Linked DNA regions of Gossypium hirsutum: region 2 is linked to region 1. Evidence: chromatin contacts called from public Hi-C data. All regions are on one chromosome and are shown on one strand. Each heading gives the region's core, a stretch centred on a gene start, on an enhancer-like site or on the middle of the called end of the contact. The rest is flanking DNA. Distances are from core to core; before and after follow the strand shown. Region 1 holds the start of LOC107914980 (plasmodesmata-located protein 2). Region 2 has its middle 29 kb from the start of LOC107914977.

Region 1 (5,708 bases), core at 1,530-4,029:
CAATCAATTAAGTTCATTTCAATATCATATAACCATATTATCCCAAATAATAATCAATTATCGAATATCCATTTTATCACATGTACTTAATTGTAAGCATTTTAAAATTTACAACTTAATATCGAAATTTAACATCAAATAAAATTGAACCAAAACATATTTGCACAAGTTATAAATAAACACGTATATATATATTTATTTATTTGAACTTACCAAAGATATGCTATCGGTTGACTCGTAAGGACTAATCCGTGACTTTCCCTTTTCCCCGGTTATCCCCTGTATGATTAAATTCAATTTATCAAATTCAAATACATTATCAAACTCATTTCTACGTATATGACCTTTAAATTTCATTTTAAAATTTTTTTCCTGAACTTTTATACTTTATTCAATTTAATCCCTAAAATAAAATAAAAACTTATTTCCACAATTAGTCCTTAAAGCCTTTGTGTTGAATTCATTAATACCTCAAAATATTCCTCAGTTGTTGACATTTCACAAGAAAAACATGACGTATTTAATTTATTTTCAATTTAATCCCTAAACATAAAAACTATATAAAACCACTTTACAAACTAGCCCAAAATCACCATCAAGCTTCAAAAATATCAATGGAAAGTTTTCAAAAATTTTATAAAATCACAAATTAGTCCTTGGGATAGATAAACTAAGTATCAATGATCTCAAAAACATAAAATTTACGAAAAACGAACTCAAAAACAGACTGGCATGCAAGAGATTATCAATGGCCAAACCTTAAAGCTCTTCAATCGCTTCAATTTCTTCTAATTTTGGTGGAAAACCTAATGAAGAAGATGAATTATTTTATTTTTCTTTTGTTTATGTTTTATTATTAATCAAATTATTATTTTGCCCTTAATGTTATCAACAAATTCAACTAATTTCTAACCTTAAAACGTCCACCATAACCTATTATGGTCTAAATACCATATAAGCCCTCCATCATTTACTATATAAGCTACTTAATCAATAAAATTTAATAATGATAAGGTTTTATGTTTTTTGCAATTTAGTCATTTTTCTTAAATTAACTAATCAAACATTAAAATTCTTGAATTGAACCTTCACATACCAATATAATAACTTCGTAAATATTTACGGTCTCAGTTTACGGAAACGAGGTCTTGATACCTCATTTTTCAAAACCACTTGACTTTCGAGGAAAACCACTTGTACTTAACTTTTTGTTCAATTAGAAAAAAATTATCAAATCAAAATTCAATATAAACTATATTTGACTCGTATAAAATAAGTAATAATTACGGACTCATTGTCAGATCTGTAGTCCTAAAACCACTGTTTTCGACTCCACTGAAAACAAACTGTTACAACTGTTTATGCACCATAAACATTATGCCAAACGTTTCATGCATTTTCATATCAACACAACAAGCCTCACGATACATCAATATTCAGTTAAAGAGTAACTCATCATTTACACAACATTCAACCATAGAATAACGCATCATTTGCACAACACTCAACCAAACATGCCTAGCACACTATATTGAAAATAAATGAATAACCTTCTAGGAACTGAGTTCTAGAACTCACATGGAGGTTGACGCCAAATCCATCTACTTAGTTTTTCCAGCTACTTGAGCCTCCAGCTTACAAAACATAACAACCATTTCAAAATTTCCAATGAAGATAATTCATCATCATAAGAACCATACTTGTGGAAAAGAAATGGGAGAAACCACCAATTGACAAAGTCAAGATTAATTTTGATGTAACCATTATTAAGAAAAAAATAGGTTTTGGCGTCCTTGCTCGTGATTCTGAGGGTTTTGTTATGGGTGGGAGTTTTAAAGTGGAAAGGTTGCAGGCCGAGTGGGATCAATTTTATGCGCTTGAAGAAAGTATTAATGTGGCGAGTACCCTGAACATTGCTAATGCTATTCTCAAAACAGGCTGCGCTAGCCTGGCAAACAGAATAAGGAATCGAAGAGTGGACATTACTATTATGGGGCATCGTATCGATGATCTGTTTAATTCCAATGATATGCTTCACAATGCGAAGTTCAAGTGGGCCAATCGCAATTGCAATAAGGCTACAAATTTTAAGAACAAGTATGCTATAACAAATAATTGTAACTCGAATTTTGGGATGAATTACCCTACGACAATTCATGATTATGTAATGTTTGATGCTATTAATTGAAGTTGACTTTTTAGGTTTTTTTTAAAAAAATAAACTATGTTATCAAAGAAAAAAAAGAAGAAGAAAAGAAAACTCATGAGCACCGCGATGCTATTAATTGAAGTTGACTTTTTAGGTTTTTTTTTAAAAAATAAACTATGTTATCAAAGAAAAAAAAAGAAGAAGAAAAGAAAACTCATGAGCACCGCATTTCCCTTGACATCTTTATTACTAACTCAGGGTTCGTTCAAAAACGATAGGACTAATTATGATAAGATTTAAAATAATAACGAACGAGAGATTTTATTCTAATGATGAAATGAGATGATGATGATGTTGATAGTAGTAGTAATAGTCAAAAGCAATGATAAAATTGAGATGAATCATAGTAAGAAAAATTAAAATATTAGATTAAAGTGTACATATTTTAAATAAAAAAAAGTACTGTGTGATATTTTTTAAGATCATATAAAATATTAATGCTAAAACTAAAAAACTGATTTCAAAGCTGTTGTCAAGTGTGACGAGCTTGAGTCAAACTTGAGGTACTTACCTTACCTCTAACAAAATCACATTCTTTACATTTAGTCCTTGCGATCTTTTAAAGAAGAAAATATTGCTTCGACTTCTCAACTTTATTTTAATGTGATTTTGTTCTCATTCCCTTGTAAATATTAGAGAGAGTTGTTTTAGTTTTAATTAGATCAGTTCCAAGCATTCCCATTTAAAAAAAATATATTTCTCTATTTTATCATTTTCTTTGGTGCACTGTTATCTCTCTCGTCTCGTTAATAGCAAAAGATAAACCTTCGTCTATCCCTCTCTCATTTTATTTGCACGGCTCCAGAGGTAGGCCATTGAGAGAAAAGTAAAGGTCGAAAACTCTCAAAACCCCTATCCCAAACGGTGAATCTGGGAAAACCCACTCAGCTCATTTAGATCCCTATCAAATCTGCAAAAAACATACCATGATTTGATCCCAAAACCCCACCCCAAACAAATGGGTTTTGGTTTTTCTTCAAAACCCTTCTTCCTTTTCCTCTCATTTCTTGTTTTCTTTACCAATCTTGAACTTTACCCTCTTGTTGAATCAGCCCCTGATTACATAACTTTGGTCTACAAAGGTTGTGCTAAGCAGTCTTTCACAGATCCAGCTGGGATATACTCCCAGGCCTTGTCTGCCTTGTTTCAGACCTTGCTTTCACAGTCCATGAAGGTAAAGTTTTACAAGACAACAACGGGTACTGGCCAAACCACAATCACTGGTCTTTTTCAATGTAGGGGAGATCTCAGTAACAGTGATTGTTACAGCTGTGCCAGCAGGCTTCCAACTTTAGCCGACAAACTTTGTGGCAAAACTTTAGCTGCAAGAATCCAACTTTATGGTTGCTACATGTTGTATGAAGTTGCTGGGTTTGCTCAAATCTCTGGCATGAAGATGTTGTTCAAGACTTGTGGTGCTACAAATGTTGCCGGGACTGGGTTTGAAGAGAGGAGGGACACTGCCTTTTCAGTGTTGGAAACTGGGGTGGTTAGCAACCATGGTTTTTACACCACAAATTACCAATCTGTTTATCTTTTGGGGCAATGTGAAGGAGATGTGGGGGATTCAGATTGTGGTGAGTGCGTAAAGAGTGCTGTTCAAAGAGCTCAAGTTGAGTGTGGGAGTTCCATCTCAGGTCAAATCTATCTTCACAAATGCTTTATCAGTTACAACTATTATCCTAATGGGGTCCCTAGAAGATCATCTTCTTCTTCATATCCACATCCTTCTTCATCTTCATCAGGTATTGTATGAAATTGAATCCTTTTTCAGAATAAAGACTTCAGAATGGTTGAATAAATTATGTGTTTGATTGATGTAGGAACAGGGCAAAATACAGGGAAGACAGTGGCTATAATATTAGGAGGGGCAGCAAGTGTTGGATTCCTAGTCATTTTGTTGATGTTTGCAAGGGGTGTGATGAAAAAACATGACGGTATGTATTTCTGTAATACACACAAATTGATCTATATACTGTATTCTCTATTTATGCTTTCAAATGTTGAATCTTTTCTTCTTTATTTTTCCAGATTACTGAAGGGTTCAGAGCTCATTTAGAGGTGGGATTCTTTCTAGTTGAAAATTTCTTTCCTTGTTTATCATTTTGAAATGGGTTTTTGACTTTTTGTTGTTGAATGTAATTTGGTGAAGAAAAAACCAGGCATATATATATTCGAGGGTCTCACCAATTATATCTAGCAGCAGTTCAAATTTAATTCTAGTATATGCAAATTTTCTTTTTCTCCTTGAAAATGTAAACATGAATTTTTTTTTCACAAAATGTGAAAAAAGAGGTTATGTAATATTATAAGCGACTATAAAAGAACTATTGTTTTTTTTCCTTCAGAATTTAGCACCTTTTTATTTCCTGGCCATGTGGGTGTTCGTCTCCTTTTTTTTTTTCTCTCCATTTTCTTCATGTCTTTATATGCTGTATACAAAGTAGTTTAGCCATGATGCTTGCTTTTTTTAGTTTGGTTTTAATTTAATTATACAATCTTTTTTCCATGCCAATAAAATATTTCAGAAGAAAAAAGTTAAAAGTGTTGCCCTAGATTTTGAGCAGAATCATCACTAAATTTCTTTAATCTTTATTTATTGTAGAATATTTGTGTCCATGTTAGCTTCTATTAGACATTAATGCTTTTTTTTTTTTGTAAAATTGTTTATATATATTTGAAGAATAATCTCGCCTTGTATCTTATAAGATAATTTGATGTTCTATTTGGAAGTATGAATTTAAAATTTAGGATTTTATTTGATTTCATTTCGTAAGATGGAAAACTAAGAAAAAAATATAAATATTTATATGATTTCAAATCCACCACAAAATAAATATAAAATTGATCTTTTTAATCTTTAATTTTCCTTTTATAGTAGAATGTTTGGTAGTTTGATGCATGGTTAATGCATAAAATTTATGTCTTTTTAATAAATTTTAACCTGTTATCTCATCTCATTAATGAGTAAAAAGAAAAAGAAATTGTAGCACCTGTCAATCAATACCTAGGTCCCTAAATAGGTGGGTTTAAGGTTAATATTATTTTCCTAAAGTTTGAATTGAAAATAATAATATACGCATTTATAACTTTTTGTTTAATTGATAAAGAAAAATATTTAACTTTTGACCTTTCAATTTTTTCAATTTTTCCCTTAATTTAGTAAACTATTTTTAATTTTGGTCCATGCATTCCATTTAAAATGTATTATTTCTTTTGATAAGAATGGAAAACATAAAATTGTAATTAACCAACCACCATTTTTGGCGTCAAAACTTCATTTGTATCTTCATTTAGTAAATTATGAATTGCATCTGGTGGAGAGTAAAAGATAAAACATTATAATAGTCGATTCCAAACCATTGAAGCTAGACTATCAGCGAGTTTATTACATTTTTTATAGGTATGCTAAATAGGTATGTTAAATAATTGTCTCTCACTCCTTATTCATGAACTTGTGAGCCTCCCTATACAATCGATGTTCACCAAATTTAGCATT
Region 2 (6,438 bases), core at 1,231-3,730, 160 kb before region 1:
AGTCTATTGAGTTGCAAATCTAAGCTTACTAGGGGGAAGCTTAGAGGGAGAGTGATCTAGTCTTTGTACAATGGTGAGGTCACTAAATTGGTGAGAGTTAGACCAATGTTAGGGCTTAAATCATTGGTTTTATTGTAATAAAGATAGTGGATCATTGCTTTGGGTAAGACCCCTTAGACGTAGACTGAGGTCGAACTGCGTAAACAATCTCGGTTTCATCTTTGTCTTTTACGCACTTTTAGTTTCATGGTTGAAACTATGGCTCCAATTCCAAGCATTATTATAGCCACAATTTTTGTTGGTGAAGCAAGTAATCCCTTCGTTTCTACAGATTCTCATCTTTTCACAAAATCTTTCTTTAATATAACTAAATTTTAACTTAATTAATAATCATCTAATGGTTGAGATTATCCTTGAGAAAAGTTAATGAAAATGAATGGATGGAATCATAACATCCACTAACCATGTCTTAATAAGGAATTAATATCACTTAAGGACTTGTTAAAAAGACTCATCTAATTCGTCAAATTCTAGCCTCTTTGCAATTTAACCCCTTATTGTACTAATTACTAATATATCTAGACATTTTTCTTAATAAATCTAATGCTTGGGTTATAATTATCTAACATCTTAATATAATAAACTAAAAAAAATTGGAGAAGAAATAACTTCTAACCTTCCGAGATATCAATCGGCAATGGTGGTCTCACACATGAAAGAAAATTTATTTCTTTCCTTTCTTTTGTTTGTCATTTGGAGGAAAAAGATAAAATTGAAACACAATACTTCTTTTTCTCATCTTTTTATATTGCTTTTCTTTTAATTTTAACAAAATCATCTTTTAATCTAATGGTGGAGATTTAGGTAAAAAGTATTTAGTGGAAATCAATGGCTTTAGACATGGTTATCCACTAGCTAAATGTTAGTGGTGGTTAAATTACATTTTAAGGGCCTTGATTATTAATTCACCTAATCCTTCAGTTCTAGCTTTCTTCTAATTTAGCCCATGTACTATATTTAATAATTTATCTTATTTAATTCCTTAGTAAAATCAATCATATGGTTTCGTATATGTCTTTTAACTACTTGATTAAAAATTTTGACTAACTCAATTTAAGATATTTGATCCCAAAATTAAAATTTTCAACACCGGTGAAAATCAGATTATTACATGTGACATTCTTGGTGTGACTTAATTTGATTAAATTATAAATGAATAAATCTATAAATGGATATAGGATAAATTCAACTTGAGTCTTATCCAATGTATTGTCAGTCTAGACAATCACATTTATGTCTTAATTTCCGGGAGTCACAACATGAACATCACAAATGAATAACTCCATAAATAGATCTATGATAAATTCAACGTGGGTCTATCTAATGTATTGTTAGTCTAGACAATCACATTAATGTCTCTATTTTTGGGAGTCAATCCTACTCCAATAGTCAAGACAAACTATCTCCCCAATCACACTTATAGACAGCATAATAGTCTCATATTATTTAAATCATTTGCTCAATTTGATTTTTGTGGAATTAGATTACCTATTAATATAAATTGTTTTCTCACATTATAATCCATTCATATAACGCAAGTCAATATTTGTTAAACCCTAGGTAATCAATGAACCAATATTTGCTTATACATTTTGCTTTACTTGTAAAAACGATTAAGGACGACACAACATATAGATAATGAATTACATTTGTTTATTCTCAAGAATAATCAGTTTTTCATTTTAGTAATTTATCAAATATGATGAAATTACTACACTTAGGGCACAAAAATTCTAACAGTATCATAGTTATACACTTTCAATCAACATTTTGTCTACTATTTATTTAAAATCTCCTACCTTTTAAGAAGATTTCATACATCAACACAAATTACTATTGATAATTATCACAACGTTCCTACCTAAACAAAAGCATCATTTCAAATTGAAAATCCCTAAAGGGATACTTATCAATCCCTCATAGATGCATAATCAATAAGATGTCTTTTTCAAATTATACTCCAAATTAATTAATAAAGCACAATTCCTCAAAGGATACATTAACAATCACTGTGGGGATACAATGCCAATCCCTTATGGAATACAAAATTATCAAATAAAGACTTCTTCAAATGATGCTCCCACTTAATCAACGGAGCTCATTCATTTTCAAAGGACATATTCTAACCTCATCAAGAGATATATCATTATCTCCTCATAAGGTACAATTTTCCCTTCTCAAAGGACATATTATCCCTTCCTCAGAGAATACACTATTGCACCCAACAAGTATACTTACGAAAATATAATCCTGACCTTTGAATTAGGTCCTTACTAAGTCACTTTATAACCTATCTCGAATTTAAGGGGAAATATTGTTATATTGGTCAAGATTTTGGGCTTCAAGCCCAATATAATTAACATACAACCCACGCTTTGCCAAGCCGACAAATGGCACAAGGAAATTGGACGGGATAAGGCTACCAAATCCAAACAGTAATACCAACAAAGAGGCTCGAAATGCAATAATGGCAGGTCAAAGACATACCTTTTATCCGACCACGTATAGATCCCCACAAGCCCCTAAGAACACAACCTTAGAAGTAACCAACAACCTTGGATGTAAGGTAAAAGGGAGACTTATCGTCAAGTATGAACACATATACTCAATATACTTAACCCAAATGTCCCTTAGATCCTATTATTGCCCTGCATCTGGGTGAAGTATCAAAAGAGCATCCTAGAGCAGAAACTCTTTATCATTAGTCTTTAGGCTTTCATTCATCCTCAACGCAAAACCCCTTTAGCCATACCTGTTTCAGAGTGACTAACACAATTTTTTTTCATTTTGTTTCATTATTGAAAGTTATTTATTTTCAAATAAAACTAATCATAGAAATGAAACATAAATGATAATAACTATATTTTATTTATGTTCCATTTTGTAATTATGTTATATATGTTAACTTTTGATTGTTATCTTGTGAAGCATAGAAAAAGTGTTACCCTGGAACATATATAAGTATAATATATCAAATATTTCAAATACAAAAATAATAATATGTAGCATGTTTGTTAGCATGTCATGTTTTTAAATCATATCCAAAATTATCTAGCGTAAGAACAACTAATCTTAACTCACAGGCAAGGTTCTTAAAATTTAAATACAAACGAGTAATTTTAAGTTATAAAAATCATATTAACTGATAAATTTAAACTCAAGATTTTGAAAATAAATTATTGGGCCTTTTTCTTGAAGGAGAGAGCAAGCCCAAGTGGCTATAAGATCAAGTGACTGCAACCTTTTCTACTTCATTATTTATGTCGAAGCACCAATGCTTTCATGTTGGTTAAGGATTTTCTTTTTAAAATTTTGAATTTAAGAAAAATCTTTAGAGATTAACTTCAAATTATTATTCTATACTTATATTATGCCAACACAAATCGTCTGCCCCTTAGGCCATCTATATCTTCCTTTTCACTTTATTTCTTTTAACTTTCATAATTCAATTCTCCAATTTTATTTTAATTGAAATGGATAAGTTCCAATAATAAAAGAAATTAAATCAATATTTTTAATTTATAGAAAAAAAATATTAAATAGTCTAATAAGTTGAATTTGGACAAGATGGTCAGCTACAAAAAAAAAAAAAAACTTTGAACTTATTCCGATAATTATTGAGCCGAACTCAAACTTGAATATTTCTATTTATCAATAAAGTTAAATTCAACGTTAAACCGCTCTTAGGCTTTATTGAACTTTTTACATTTCATATATATAATACTTTAGTATTTTTAAGATAATGTTATAAGTTTTTGGATTTACTCTATCGGAAATAAAATAATTTTATTTTTTTTAAAAATAGCTATAGATCCAAACATGTCTTTGTGCATACATTTTCAACTTTTTATTGGTTTGATTGTTATGTAGGCTTTAATTCATAAAAAGTTGAGTAGTTAGTGAAAGTTTCAATAATTGACGCTTTTACTGGAAATGGGCTCAACTTGCCATCTCCTTTCACTGCTTCCGCACGTTAAATCCCATGAAAAGATTAGCTCTCAAATAATTTGTTGATACCTATGATAGCTTTGCTTAACTATTTATTTTATTGTTATGTTTGAAATATTTATATTTTTGATCATATACTCAATCCAACTATAAAAGGTTTCAAATTTTGATTTTTTTGTGCTTTGAAAACTAAAATTTTAGATTTGAAAATCATGATTTACAAGTTCATGATGTCCGAACTCTTTGTTGGGAGTTAATTCAATCGACATATGTGAGTAATATTGGGTGAAAAATATGAGAATGAACGGTCGAAACATATTGTTTCAATCCTCAATCAGTATCAAGTAGTTTAAGTTTTATTTTGATTAAAGTTTCGGTGTCTATCGAGATAATCTTTGATTAAGATTTCGGTGCCTAATTTTTTTTTTTGGGATGGAAGAGAAGAAGTTTAATGTTGATTGTTGATTGTTGATTGTCGATTAATCTTTGTGTCTATTGAGACATTACTACATTGATCTACTTTTTATAAAAAAAGAAAATTAATATATTATTTTTTATTGGATGAAAAGTAACATTTGCTTAATTTGCACAATCTCTTCAAACTCAAATCTTTCTTCCAACGTATAATAACAGTGTGTTTGGGCAAATGGGAAATGGAAGTAGAGCCCGGTGAGAGGCTGATGATGATGAATAGTGCGTATGGTATGGGTTTATGAATTTTTTTTTTTAAAATTGAAATGGGTATTTGGAGTTAGTAGAGAGGTTTTAGAAAAACATATTTTTCTTTTATTTTAATGATTTACTTAATTTATTATTATCCTAATAAAAGATAAAAGATAATCATAATAAACTTTTATTACTGACCTAACGAGAGAGTGTTTAAACGATAAAATTTCAAAAACGTTTGTAACCAACTTCAATTTTTTATACCTAAATCTAATGCTAAGTTCATCATCATTTGTTAGTTTGACATCATTATCTTTATTAAAAAATTATTTTCAATTTTATTTTATTACTAAAAATATATATGTTTTTAAAATTTTAATTAAATATATTTTATTTAATGGTGAGAAAAAATTGGTTCGGTTCTAAAAAATGGTTTTTTTTCGAATTTCAAGTTAATCAAATCGAGTTTTTCGATTTTTTTGAATAAACTTGAATAAGTAATTTAAGTTTGAATCAAATTGAATTTTACAAATTAAATAAATCAAATAATTTGAATAACTCGAATAACATATTGGTGTAAATACTCATTGGATCCTTAATAGTTTTGAAAATGTACAAATTGAGATCTCTAAAAAAATCTTCAATATATTTATAAAATAATTTTCCAAAATTTTATAAAAATATATAAATTAAAAAGTAAATAAAATCTAAAAAAATATATAAAAGGTTAAATTATATATTTAAAAAAAACACAAGATGATAAATTTGAGGCATTAAATATGTAAATTATGAAATCAAGTTTATCATATTGATTATCTTGCTTTTATTTTTATTTTGTTTTAAAAGAGTTTCAAATATATATAGTATTTATGTTCTTTTAACTCATCATTTATTCATTGTCAACAAGATCTTAATATGGTTGGCTTAAATTTTTTTAGTTTAACTTGAACAAATTTATTAGACTCTACTCAATTTTGAAAAAAAAATTGAACTAGGATGATAAGATATGACTCGTCAAATCAACTAATTCGAATTTTTTTTACTTGATTCGATTTATTTCGATCGAACACTCATCTCTAGTTTTATTTATTTACAAAATAGCAAAAGATGTTTCAAGTGAACTTGAAAGAGCATAATATATATATATATTTTGTTTTGAAATTTTTAGAATCTTCACTTGACGCATATAGAAATCTATTTGCAGGATATGGAAAGTGCATACATACATACATATCATTTTCTTCACTATCCATGACCGCAATAATTCGTGAAGTTTTCAATTTCGATTTAGTCATAGATCAGGGACGAAGTTAAAAATTTTAGAGACAAAATTATATTATATATTTTTATAGGAGTTGAAATATAATTCTATCATTATATTTATAAGTTTTAGAACTAAATTAAAATTTTATTATTTTTAAATGATCGAATTATAATTTCACTATATTTTAACTTAAAAATTTATAAAATTTAAAGAGTTTAACATAATATTTTCCAATTTAATGGAGCCAAGTCCCTGCTTGTCCCCTTCCCTTCGTCCCTGCAATGGATGCTAACTTTCGGTAGCTAATTATTATACACTTTTTTTTTTATAATTTTTTTCTATAATTAATATTTAACATGACAATAAATTTATACCATTACATTTATCTTTTTGTCACTTTGGACTTATTTTTTGGATTAATGTCTACTTTACCCTTATAATTTGGTCACTTATATTTATTTGGTACTTAAACTTGATTTTCATCATATATTTTGATACTT

The links. Hi-C and Micro-C count contacts between places; a contact is called where the count stands out from the background.
Region 2: a contact with region 1 is called in a Hi-C map of leaf, with 2.0 times the contacts expected there. The contact joins the enhancer-like site here to the promoter of LOC107914980 in region 1. A contact is called at or near these places in 2 of 34 Hi-C or Micro-C datasets (both in leaf).

The regions. Positions count from the first base shown.
Region 1 is chrD10:45,576,229-45,581,936 of Gossypium_hirsutum_v2.1, reverse strand. LOC107914980 (plasmodesmata-located protein 2) reads left to right here and starts at 2,779. Exons shown (of 3, transcript XM_016844061.2): 1 at 2,779-3,954; 2 at 4,033-4,146; 3 at 4,241-4,550. The coding sequence starts at 3,168. The coding sequence ends at 4,248.
Region 2 is chrD10:45,737,528-45,743,965 of Gossypium_hirsutum_v2.1, reverse strand. No RefSeq gene overlaps it. Among protein-coding and RNA genes, the nearest start is that of LOC107914977, 29 kb to the left of the region's middle. Within about 2 kb of position 2,480, at least 2 of the 9 cell types and tissues checked have an H3K27ac peak or open chromatin away from gene starts, as enhancers often do. A contact at or near this core is called in leaf, where this site is marked.